2 separate regions of the Sus scrofa genome follow, and region 1 is linked to region 2. The links are chromatin contacts, called in public HiChIP or PLAC-seq maps. All regions are on one chromosome and are shown on one strand. The core of a region is the stretch at or near the end of the contact, and the rest is flanking DNA. Distances in the headings are between cores, read along the strand shown.

The links. HiChIP or PLAC-seq counts read pairs in DNA pulled down with a chosen protein or histone mark.
Region 1: an H3K27ac HiChIP or PLAC-seq map of alveolar macrophages shows a contact between it and region 2. The contact joins two enhancer-like sites. A contact is called at or near these places in 1 of 5 promoter capture datasets (liver), 24 of 47 Hi-C or Micro-C datasets (adipocytes, alveolar macrophages, brain and 13 more) and 2 of 2 datasets of contacts at active chromatin or transcription factors (alveolar macrophages and skeletal muscle).

The regions. Positions count from the first base shown.
Region 1 is chr2:131,887,513-131,891,112 of Sscrofa11.1, forward strand. No RefSeq gene overlaps it. Among named protein-coding and RNA genes, the nearest start is that of ISOC1, 32 kb to the left of the region's middle. Within about 2 kb of position 1,314, at least 3 of the 83 cell types and tissues checked have an H3K27ac peak or open chromatin away from gene starts, as enhancers often do. A contact at or near this core is called in alveolar macrophages, where this site is marked.
Region 2 is chr2:131,703,508-131,707,080 of Sscrofa11.1, forward strand. No RefSeq gene overlaps it. Among named protein-coding and RNA genes, the nearest start is that of SLC27A6, 44 kb to the right of the region's middle. Within about 2 kb of position 1,659, at least 1 of the 83 cell types and tissues checked has an H3K27ac peak or open chromatin away from gene starts, as enhancers often do. A contact at or near this core is called in alveolar macrophages, where this site is marked.

The DNA.
Region 1 (3,600 bases), core at 64-2,563, 180 kb after region 2:
ATCTGTGGCCAGGGTTAGAAGAAAACTAACTCCTGTAGTTCAGTTTTGTAGTTTTTTTGTTTGTTTGTTTTTGTTTTTGTTTTTTTGCCATTTTGGAATTCTTTGAACTTGTCTTCCCCCCAATAGATCTTATATGGAGTCAGCCGAGAGTTAGTTCGTATTGAAAAAGGCACGGGGAGAATTTTGCCTGATACCAAAACTCTTAGCTGTTGTATGTAGATGTGAGTGTTTTCTGATGATGATGGATATCAGTAGCTCCTCAGCTACCACTCTTGAAGGTGGACCTAAGTGTTAGTCTGCCTTAATCAGTAAACAAGGAGCCCTTCACTTGGGTTTTCAGTCTGTCTCCACAGCAAAATCATCTGGAGCCCGGGCATCCCCATTTACCGTGCTTTCAGGGAGCACAGAATTGTGATGGGGTCAAGGTCAGAGAACATGCTGTTCCTCACCCACACCCAGGCCCACAGGGAGCTCCAGACATGGCTCAACCCACCAGGTGTCTTATTTGATGGGACTTGGAGATCATCTGGACTAGATTAAATGTTATGGTCTCTCCTGTGAACTCCAGTTTTTTTTTTTTTTTTTTCAGCCGCTACCAAAGAAGCTCTTGTTAATCAAGAGAACTTCATATAATGTTTATAAAAAACTTAGCACAGTCGCAACTCTCAGTGCTCCTCAAAGTCAGCCCTGACAGGGCAGGTCTTCTGACAGAAAACATTCATGTCGAGTGGTGTATTTCAAAGACCTTGGCTCCCCCTTCTTTAATTTCTCTCTAAATTAAAGCAATTTTTTTTTTCTCGAACTAGCTGCAGGACTTCCAGTCACATAAAATAGAACAGTGACTGCCTTTTCTTTTGCAGATGGTGTGGCTTATTATAAAGAACTGGAGGTACTCCAATTAACCAAAAGATTGGTGAAAATTAAGCTTGTTTCTCCCTGGACAAATTAAGCAACTGAATCTAGCAGTTGAGTTTATTCATTTTTGTGGGGTATGCTGGCAAGCTAATTCAGGTGGATTCGCCTGCAATCACATGTACGTTAAGACCCATGTAAGGCTGTTGAGTCAGTGGCCAACAGGCCACACTTGTTTCTCAGGCTTTATCTGTCATGTGCTACAGTCATTTTGAAACTTTCCACCACGATGGGAGTAAAAAAGAAAAACTACCATTTCTGGAGTACTTTAGGGTAAACTGATAAAGCTTGTCTGGGAGAGGCAACATACTAAAAGGCTCTAGCTGCTCAGAGTCCTGGAAACATCCATTTCAGTGCACACTTGGATGGATCCTAGTCAGAGAACACCTGCACTAGAAGCTCGATGGCGCCCCCTTGGGGCACAGTGTGAGAATATGGCTCCTAACTCAGCTTCAGCCAGAGCTGCTCATCTCTCATGTTTTATTATGAAACATGTTAAATCTTTTTTTTGGGGGGGGGATTTATTTATTTTTATTACTTAATGAATTTTATTACATTTATAGGTGTACAACAATCATCACAACCAAATTTTATAGCATTTCCATCCCAAACCCTCAGTGTATCCCCCCATCCCCCAACCTGTCTCATTTGGAAACCATAAGTTTTTCAAAGTCTGTGAGTCCGTATCTGTTCTGCATAGAAGTTCATTGTGTCCTGTTTGTAGATTCCACATGTAAGTGATAGCATTTGATGTTGGTGTCTCATTGTATGACTGACTTCACTTAGCATGATAATTTCTAGGTCCATCCATTGAAACATGTTAAGTCTTCATTTACAGAAAAGTGAAGTCCCTACCTTTGTGGGGTTTAAATCCTAACGGTTTCTCAGCTTTCACTGTGTAAAAATAAACCATGGAATCTAGAAAGCATTTGAAGAAAATGGTAAGAGCTCTGTGAAAGAAAATCCAATATTTTCAAGGTTCCTTTTGGAGTCTTGTTAACAAGTTCCTCAGTGTTTTTTCCCCTGGCTTTTCTGTTCTTGTTGGTGGAAAGGCATAGGCATATATCTTTTATGTGATTTGTAATTAACCTAGATGGTGAAATACACTGAGAGAGTGAATGCTTAAATTTTAGGAGTCTACGACTTTTTCAGTAAATGTAACCTTAGAAATGAATGCATCCAGTTTCCTTTAAGGATGAGATACTGAAATGCAGACTTAAGTCCTCCACCAGCCGTCTGTTCAGTGGGCTCCGATGGTTAGGGCTTTCTAACCAGCCCACCTCATGCTGTTCACATCCCTCAGAGCTTTGAGGGAATACTGTTTATTGAGTAACCAAATCTCAAAGACCCAGGGTCTCACATAAAGAAAAGCTGAACCCGAGTATGAAAAATGAGGACTCAGTACTTGGCTGTTGGGTAAAATATAAATTTATAAATCAGAAAATTAAATTATTTCTAGTTTGGTGTGCCTATTCTCTGTAGCTTTAAAAAAAATAAGTATTTGATACAAACTCCTGGGAGTATTTTAAATGATTCACTTCTGTTCTTCATAAATGCATACATTTGAACATTTTTTTTTCCTTTGGTCTTTTTGCTATTTCTTGGGCCACTCCCGTGGCATATAGAGGTTCCCAGGCTAGGGGTCGAATTGGAGCTGTAGCCACTGGCCTACGCCAGAGCCACAGCAACGCAGGATCCGAGCCGCGTCTGCAACCTACACCACAGCTCACAGCAACTCCGGATCGTTAACCCACTGAGCAAGGGCAGGGACCAAACCTGCAACCTCATGGTTCCTAGTCGGATTCGTTAACCACTGCGCCATGACGGGAACTCCCTGAGCATTTGGATTTAGTGCTTTCTTCTGCACTGTGAAAGCGGTGAAGCCTGAATAAGGTGGTCTGTGCAGGGGAGAGGACAGGAGCTACTGCAGTAAATTGTTGGTACTTGCTCATGTTGCCCAATCTGTTTAGTCCCTTTATTATAAGTACTCAAAATTCTGACGAAAACCAAGCTGGTTTCTCCTGGTTGTATTCTTGTCTCCAGCCATCCTTCTCTTTGCAGATTTATTTTTTCAACATTGATGTGTGTGTGTGTGTGTTCTACAGGTCAGATGAATTCTGAGATAAAGATAGGAGTTATCCTGCCTTAAGACCCTTTTGAGGGAAATTCTAAAAGTAAGACTTAGCCATAACTCCTACTAGTAAATGGCAATATCATATGGAATTGAGTAAGACTAATTTTTTAGGTTTAGGAATGTAAAAATGTTCCTTTTTCTTAAAAAATGTTCTTAAAATTGAGTTAGACACTGTGTCAGTTTAGGGAATGCAAGGCAACGTAATAATCAGATGAAGACTCTGGGCAAAACCATAAGACAGCAATGCATGTTTTCCCCTGCGATCTCAGATTACTAACCTAACGTCATACAAAATTTAGGAGTGGTATTTTGAGAGAGTTGTTTAACGTTTATAACAAGTTATTAGTCTGTATTCATTATTTTACCTAAATATTAAAACTAAGTGAATTTTCACTATCCTGAATTGGGCCGACTTTCTAGGTCATTTTTGAAGCAATATGGAGCTCATTCCTTTTGTCCCTTTAAAAATAAGATTTAACTGCATTCAACTGCATTCTCATGATAGTTGACTTGCCTGTCAGTCCTAAAATGAAGACGGACTGGAGTGAGCTGGT
Region 2 (3,573 bases), core at 409-2,908:
CGACTAGGAATCATGAGGTTGCGGGTTCTATCCCCTTCGTCGCTCAGTGGGTTAAGGATACAGCGTTGCCATGAGCTGTGGTGTAGCTCGCAGATGTGGCTCAGATCTGGCATGGCTGTGGCTCTGGCATAGGCCAGCAGCAATAGCTCTGATTAGACCCTTAGCCTGAGAACCTCCATATGCTGCAGGTGTGACCTAAAAAGACAAAAGACAAAAAAAAAAAAAAAAAAAAAAAAAAAAAAAAGAGGGAAAGCTGTCGATCATTTTAGGCTAGACTTGAAACTAACATATTTTCTTTCTGCAATACTTCCTTGGCCTCAGCAGTCAAAGGTTAACTTGGATTCAAAGGAAAGGGTCGTTGTGCCCAGTTTCAAAGAAGTCACAGCGTTTGTGGCCATCTTTAATAAGCCACGTTCAGTCACAGTGAGCTTAGGATAACACTGGCATGTCTGTACATAGATGTTCACTTGCTAGTAAAACAAATAACATCAACAGTCCTTACTCAAAGCTGGCAACATGAATTAATATAGTCAGTCTCATGATAACATTAATCTCTTGCCTGTCAATTAGTTAGACAAATTCCTATTAGCACTGCCAATGCACAAGACACTGGCATTGTGCTGATTGCTATGGAATAAAAATGTGAACGCAACATTCCTACTCTTAAAGAGCCAAGAATCTGTTTGAAGGTAATAAGGCTCAAACAATCACCAGAAAGGAAGAGATGTGATTTTATAGGGACATCGAATCCCAGTGCCATTCAAGAGTATGTGCAGGAAAACGTTTATTAAAATAATGTAATATTCATACATAATAATAAGTGTAAAGCCCATCTAACTTTTTATATGCTTCATTTTTAGTATTCGAAGGCATTTAGCTATGGCAATACAATTTAATAATTGACCACACAATGTTAAGACTGGGTATTGGTTTTATTTTAAAACATTTCATTTATCCTTAAAATTAAAGCCTCTAGAGGAAACAAAAAAGCCATGATTTATAAAGCATGGCATTAATATAGGTGGACTTATAAATACGGAAGTGCAAATGTATTATCTTAAGAGTTAGAGGCACGTGTGTGCTAGACCCATTAAATCCTAGAGTTCTCACAGGAGTCTCTTTGTGTCTCTCTCTCTCTCTCTCACACACACACGGCACATTGTAGGCATTTCAGCTATTACTTTGACTTATGATTATCACTATATTAAAAATGGTATACATCAAAAATAAGAGGTTGGAAAAGCCAAGGTTGTCTACAGTGAGAAACAATTGGTCTCATTCTATAGCTAATAGCTCCAGAGGAAGAAATGCACCCTCTAATTAGCATTAACTCTAACTCTGTAAAGAATTGTGAGTCCTCCCTCCACCAAGAAATGCAACAAAAATTGGAAAACTGCAGAAGATGTGACTAGATGCAAAAAGAAAGGGGACCCAACCACATGAACTATATAGCTCAAGAGAGTTGAAGTTGCAAGCCAGGATCTCAAAAGTCAGCAAAAAGTAATTGTTCATTCTGAAATCCAGAAATCCCCCTTCCCTGATAAATCTTCAAGCGTCATCATGTTGCTTAACCCAAACAAGTCTAAGTAAACGTGTTACAGTGTGGGTAGGAGGAGGTGGGGCAATGCTCCTCTCCTGTCACGTATAAGGAGTGGGCAAGTCAGGACAGGACAGACGGGGAACTTGCAACAGAGATCTGTCAGTCCAGTGGGGAGTGTAGAGCTTAGGTGGTTTAGACATTGAGACATGATAATTTGTCTTTTATTGTGGAGGGGAATGTCTGGTCACATGCCATACTATTGAACTCTTAAAATCTTAACTGATGTGCTGCACCCTTGAAATGTTGTATGATTTATTTCCCATCTTGTAGAATGTGTCTGGAATCCCCCAGTATACATGCTTCTTCTTGAAATTGACTTTAAAAAATATACAGTGTATGGAATACTAACTGCCTTTTAGAAAAGATTCCTGCAAGGAATCCCTTAGCATCTGTACTTCCTTCTCATGGATGGGAACTTTGTCCAAGAGCTATATCTAGGTTGACAAATAGAAGGTTTTCATTCTGGCCAGCCCAGTGTGCAGGTCAAGATCAAGGTTTCTGTTATAGACCATGGCCAAGGTCGAGGGCCACCGAGACCGTTTCTGCCATAAACATTGAATGCGTTTAAACATGGGACCAGGGTTAAACAACTGTTGGAATTACTGCCATTGAGCCAAATGTAAATGCCACACATTTTGACAATATAAAAACAGTAATAAGTCCCACAGAGAAAAACAAATACCATATGAGAATCACTTATATATGAAATCTTCGAAAATAAACCTCAGAGATACAGAGAGAACAGGCAGGAGTGGGTGGGGATGGAGGAAAGGGGGAAAAATGGTACAACCTTTCAGGTATAAAATAAGTCCCGGGAATGGACTGCATGTTGGCTATAGTTAATAATATGGTATTGCAAATTTAAAAGTCGCGGAAGAGCGTGAATCTTAAAATTCTCACCATAAGAGAAAAATTCTGTAACTATATATGGTGAAGAATGTTAATTAGACATTGTGGCGATTTCACAATATACACAAATATCCATTCATTATATCATATACTTGAAACTAATACACTGTTTATGTCAATTACACCTCAATAAAAAATATGCTCTCTAGTAAGTGAGGTGAGATGTGTCTGTGAGCCCCAACAAGCAGCAATCCATTTTAAAAGTGATGGATCTGGGGTCAGACATGAACACAGCCACAGCACACTGTATGGACAAGCACTGTATGGGGGCGACAGTTAAACCTGTGACTTGGTGCTGTAGTAGGGCGATCTCTCAAACACTATTACTCTGAAGGCAAATGAGGTTAAAATAACATCAGTGACGTCCTGTGATCTTTGAGTGTCCAGGAGGGAAGGTGTTACTCTCCACAACAGGTTCATTCCCTTTCTCAGGCAGTTCTGCAAGAGGAATCCTATTCCTCCAAGGACAGCGCTGATACATACTTAGGTAACTCTGTCGAAGTCACTTAGAGCTAAAAAGTATGAAATTCAGGGACATGAGCGAAGAATGAAAATTACCCCTGTATATATTATCTAACATATGCAGAAATCAATTCATCAAAGACCAAAAGACAAAATCTGCTTACCTTTAGAAAGAAGTTAACTTGGGGATTACAGAATAGCAAAATTAATCCTAAAAGTATGTATTGTGTATTAAGAGGAAATTTTGCACATGGTGAAGTAATTTTACAATGCAATTAATTATTTTTAAGAGAAACTGGTAGTCTCAGTTTTTATGAATTTTACTTTTTCCGTTGTTTCATTCAATGTTGATTTAATTCAAAGGCGTTTAATTTCAAAGATTAGTTATCAAGTTTCCTTTTCTCTTCCACTATACATGTTTGGTCAACTAAGTGATATAGTAGCAGCACAGGGATCTATGTGTGATAGGGTCACTTTGCTGTACAATAGAGATTGAAGAAACATTGTAAATCAATTATAATTAAAAATGTAGTCATTTAATAACAATTTTTTATCATGCCACAAGATGGCAGCACAAGCAAGGGTGCCTTTTAAGAAAATCA